Regions from separate parts of the Urocitellus parryii genome. Here region 2 is linked to region 1. Evidence: chromatin contacts called from public Hi-C data. All regions are on one chromosome and are shown on one strand. Each heading gives the region's core, a stretch centred on a gene start, on an enhancer-like site or on the middle of the called end of the contact. The rest is flanking DNA. Distances are from core to core; before and after follow the strand shown.

Region 1 (2,700 bases), core at 71-2,570:
CGTGAGTCCTGGAGCAGCCTATGTGCTCTGCATGCCTGCTGTCCAAGTCTCTCTCTAAGCTTCTGCCCAGCTTGCAGCCCCTACGATCACATATTGAGCTGCCACACCACCTGCACATGGCTCAGGTGCTCAGAAGGCCTCTTGTCCTTCCAAATACCCATACCACTGGTTTTTGATCCAGGATGGCTCACTGCTGGCCCATCAGCTCCAGGTCAGGACTAGTCTGACCACATCCCTATCAATAGGAACCTTCTCCAAGTTTGTCCTTCCTTGGGCTGTCAACCTGGAAGGTGAGCTCAGGCACACCCTGTATGGGGATAAAGTTTATTCCAGGCAATGGGTAGATGATTGCCCAGGGTGGGGGACAAATTCTAGATACTTAGTGCCAAGCAGCATCAACAAAGGATCTTGAGTAAGGGTGACAGGAGATGGAGAAAAACACAAAGAAAACACAAATTTTCAAGTAAAGCTGGGGCCAGGGGGGACACAGCACTCTGATGGAGGAACAGTGACCCAGAACTAGCTTCACACGTTTATTATATAGGGTCTCATAATTAGGAAGTGAAACTATAGGGACATTGTAAGTTGTGAGTTTTCAAGGCTTGGGAGTTATCAAGAGGCTTCTTTGTGCACTAAAAGTTACAGAGCTATAAACTTTTTGTGGCTATCCTGCTGTTCAACAGTGCTAGGAACATCCTACAATTATCCCTCTGTACCCAGGAAGCCCATTGTACTGGAATGTGTGATAACTGTTAGTGTCAGAGCCAAGTGTCAAGGCTGTTAACATCTTCGCCTTTTGGAAAAGGAATGTTTCCCAGGCTTGGCTTTTGCCAGCACCACAGGATCAGCCAATGACCGGGCTCTCCTCTCCTCTCCACAACTTAGAATTGGTACTCCCACAGGTCTGGGATATTTTTTAAAAGGAGAATGAGGAAACTGCAAACTGGTTGTTGCAATTATATTCGTTGACAATAACAACACAGGATATTAATCAGCGGTGGGTCACTTATGTTGTATGACCCAGTTAGAAATTGTGATAAGAAGGAAAAGACTTTCAATGAGGTTATTCATTATCTTCATAGCATTAAGCAATCTGCAGAAACCTACCACACTAGGTCAAAATGACCTATGTGACCATGGTCTCGTGCCTCCCGGTTCCCAGAGCTGAAGAATTTTGTAACTTCATTTCTGTCTGGGGTGTGTGACATTTTCAATAACCTTTCTCAGTGACTCTTTCTCAGCCTAGGGTACAATGCAGAGTCTCCTTACTAACTCCTCCACTATTCTAGGAACCTTCTCTCTGGGACAGAAAGTGTGCCTTGGTCCTAGAGGAGTGTGTCCTAATTTAATAGAGCCGCCCAATTGCAGCACCTCGGGGTTGAGAAAAAGTCAGCGGGATGAGAGATGCAAGCTCGGGCTAGGGTTGTGTGCACCTGGGCTGGTGTCAGCAGCCCAGCCTTGAGCATTCACCTGGATCTTGGTCCCATGTGGTTCCTTCCTCATTGCTCTTCCTGGTTTTCCTCTGCGACACTGGAGAGTGTGTCTGATGCCCCCGGACCAGGTAAGCTTCTCTGAGACCCTTCAGGCATAAAGGGGTAGGGGCAAAAAGGAAACTAGACTAAAAAGAAACCCCAAGTTACAATAAACTCTCATCTGAGTCTGGGGTATTCTCTACTCCCTGAGCTGACCCGTGGCATCCTTTGCTGGCTGAGGCTTCTTGCAGCATTTAGGGGATAGAGTGCATTCACTCTCTCGGGGCCCAAGCTGGAAAATACTGACTCGTGCTGCTTCCAAGACAGTCTGCAGCCACATGCCAGCCACAGGCTCTCCTGGTTCCCCGAGGAAAGGCCCAAATCAGCACCAGACCACCCAGCAGCACCCAGTAGCCCAATGGACTGGGGCTCTTAAAGAGGCTCTGTAATTGTTCCCTCATATTTTTTTAAATTTATTTATTTTAAACAGTTATACATGACAGCAGAATGCTCTTTGTTTCATTGCACACAAATGGAACACAATTTTTCACTTCTCTGGTTGTACACGTAGTGGGGTCACACCATTTGTGCAATCATACATGTACCTAGGGTAATGATGTCTGTCTCATTCTACCGTCTTTCCTATCCCCATGATCCTGTCCTTCCCTTCCCGCCCCTTTACCCAATCCAGAGTTCTTCCATATTTCCCATACCCTGCCCACCATTATAGATCAGCATACACTTATCGGAGAAAACATTCAGTCTTTGGGTTTGGGGGGATTGGCTTATTTATCTTAGCATGATATTCTCCAACTCCATCCATTTACCTGCAAATGCCATAATTTTATTCTCTTTTATTGCTGTGTATTATCCCATATGTATATATAACAGTTTCTTGATCCATCCACCTATTGATGGGCATCGAGATTGGTTCCACAGTTTAGCTATAGTGAATTGTGCTTCTATAAACATTAAGGTGGCTGTGTCCCTGTAGTATGCTGTTTTTAAGTCCTTTGGGTATAGACCAAGGAGTGGGGTAGCTGGGTCAAATGGTGCTTCCATTCCAAGTTTTCTAAGGAATCTCCAATCTGCTTTCCAGATTGCACCAATTTGCAGTCCCACCTGCAATGTATGAGTGTGCCCTTTCCCCCACATCCTCTAGAACACTTTTTATTTCTTGTATTCTTAATAACTGCCATTCTGACTGGAGTGAAATGAAATCTTAGAG
Region 2 (2,700 bases), core at 12-2,511, 150 kb after region 1:
CTCCCTGCTGAAACTTGTCTTGGAGAATTGGAAACAACCAAAACATCCAAGCATTGGTTGAACCAGGAATTGTTTGGTTTTTATATGGTACACCATGTAAGTGACAGCAATAACTCTAATACTAGCATCCTCCATCTATGGCACCCCTAGAGTGAAGCCCCAAGAGGCTCTGGGTGCACATAGTCCCCAGTTGTAAGGGCAGGCCTTGCTGAGGGGAACCAGCCCCTTCTCTCCCCTGGCCCAGGCAGGTCTGCACTGGTGTCCTTGATGATAAGAGATCTGAGCTGCTTCTCCTAGAACCAAGTAGGCAGGAGATAAATAGTAATGGAAAGAAAAAGGAGGAAGGGTGAGGAGGAGTCTCCCCACTCCAGGACTCCCTACTCCTCTCCCCCAGGACTCCACAGCTCCTCAGAACCTCCCTCTACCACTGAGTTGTCAGGGCCCAGTGTGGGATCAGAACCAGAGTGCAGTGTGGGCTAACTTCAGTGGGGGGTCAGGGTCAAGGTTTAAAGTCAGAGTCAAGGATCTAGCTGGGGCAGAAGCTGTAAGTCAACCATGGTTAGACAATGGCCCTCCAGCCCTTCCAGGGGTAGCCCACCCTAACTTGTGGGATATAAGGTACTGATTCCTTCCAGAACTTTCCATTGCACCAGCAGCTGGTGGCTCTGACCATGCCATCCCCTGCTCTCCATTCTCTCCTCCAGCTCTGGTGTCCAGGGTGACCAGAGCTGCCTCTGGGCAGGAAGCCAGCCCAGAAAGCCCAGGACATCCCTGAGTGCCTGTCACCATGGCAACATGCCCGCTATGCCCCCCCTAACCCAAGTTCAGTATGTATTTTTTTTCAAATCAAGAACGTCAGAATGGGAAGGGCCTAGTAGATCAGCAGATTCCTGTCCCTCCCCCTGTCCAGATGGAGAAACTGAGGCCAAATGGGAAAGGGAGGGAACACCTGTTGATTAAGGATGGGCTCCCAGCCTGTTCTCCTCCCTGTCCCCTTCCCCTACACCCCCACTTCAGGGTCGGGTTGTGGGGTCTGGAGTCTGGTCTCCCCCTCCCTCCTCTCCCCTCCCCTTCACAATGACGGTGCGGGCTGCAGCCCAGGAACCTGACGCCGACGATGAATAAATGATGCCCGGGGTGGACAGAGCTCGCCGCCAAGGTCCCCAAGCGCCGGCTGTCCAGGGGGCGGTCACCGGGCATCTCCGCGCTGCCACTCGCTCCCGGATCTGCAGCGGAGCGCGCGCGGCGGCGGCGGGAGGAGATGGCGGGGCGGCGGCGGCGAGGCGCGGGGCCCCTCTGGGCGATGGGCGGCGCCGCGCTGGGCTTTTGCCTCTCCGGGGTCGCCGGGCAGCTGGTGGAGGTGAGGCACAGCATCGCGGAGGGCACGGGTGGCTGTCACCGTGCAGGGATGGGGTGCGGGGTGGTGATTTTATCCATCTCTCTTGCCCTAGGAGACCTGGCCTAATGGGTGGACAGCCCCACCCCGATGGCTGCCAGACTTTGAGGGAGACTCAGCCCTCACTCGGGGGCCCTGGTCTGACGGGAGGTCACTGGCCTCTGATTTCCTGAACATCAGTCTGATAGGGGAGTCTCACCCTAATCTGAGGGATTCCTAATCCAGCTGGGGACACAGCCCTGCCCAGTGTCACAGGGAACACAGCCCTATCTTCCCATCTGTGAACTCCTGGTGAGGGGGGTGCATGCACCTGGCCCTAGGTTTCCTTGACCTCTAGTCTGGTGGGGCGATTCAGACCCTGGATTTAGGGTATTCTAAAGGAAACAGCCTCTGCTTTAGAGATCCTCCAGGGACTCTTGGGGGAGGCATAGGTTTGGGAAGGAGATGAAGGCATTCCAAGCTGGAGGGTGGTGGCAGCAGGATGAGGAGACCCTCTGAGAGCAGCCATGTACAACACTAAGCTCAAGAAGGAAGGGGCAGGTAGTGCCCAGGAACTTGGGGATCAGACTGGGTCCTGGTGATAATGGGGAGCTACAGAAGGTTTCTGAGGGAGAGCAGGTCATGATGAATTATGGTTTGGAAATAAATTAGAACACATTATGGGAGAGCTGAGAGCACTTGTTGAGATAGCCCAGGAAGAGGAAAGGGGATGGCTGGGGGTGGTTGGTTCAGGAGTCTGGCTGGAGTCTGCAGCCTCTCTGGTCTCCTCTGTACCCCATTCCTGCAGAGCTTGGAAGGGGAGCCAGAAAGGGAGATGGCAAAGCAGATCTAGAATTCTGGAGCTTGAGGCCAGATAGAGAAGACCCAAGATTAGGGAGAGCTAACTCACAGCCAGGGAGGAGGCTAGGGATGGAGCCTGTGCACACGGGGCAGCCTGGAGGGGACAGAAAGACCAAACACCAGAGGCTGAGAGAGGCCCCCCGGGAAGGACCTGAGGGGGGTGTTAGGGGACAAGATGGGATAGGAAGGACAGGATAGGGATCTGAAAGGACCCGACCTGAACTGGATGATGGGGGGGGCATGGGGACAGAGATATGCACCCAGAGCAGCCTGTACCTGCTGCTGATTAGGAGGTATGACCAAGAAGCCTGCTAGAGTCGAGTGTCAGCTCCAGTGTCTCTGTAAGAGGAGCCAGGCTGGCTTGAGCTCCATAAAGCACACCAGGGCCCCTTATCAGCTACCCTAAAGCCCCAGTATCGAAATTGAGCTGGCCAGGGTACAGGCAGAAGGCTGGGGCAGGGCTC

The links. Hi-C and Micro-C count contacts between places; a contact is called where the count stands out from the background.
Region 2: a Hi-C map of liver shows a contact between it and region 1, with 9 times the contacts expected there. The contact joins the promoter of Tmie here to the promoter of Rtp3 in region 1. A contact is called at or near these places in 2 of 2 Hi-C or Micro-C datasets (liver and muscle).

The regions. Positions count from the first base shown.
Region 1 is chr3:201,603,547-201,606,246 of mUroPar1.hap1, forward strand. Rtp3 (receptor transporter protein 3) reads left to right here and starts at 1,321. Exons shown (of 3, transcript XM_026390090.2): 1 at 1,321-1,561.
Region 2 is chr3:201,754,816-201,757,515 of mUroPar1.hap1, forward strand. It overlaps Tmie (transmembrane inner ear), which reads left to right and starts at 1,262. Exons shown (of 4, transcript XM_026390122.2): 1 at 1,262-1,360. The coding sequence starts at 1,262.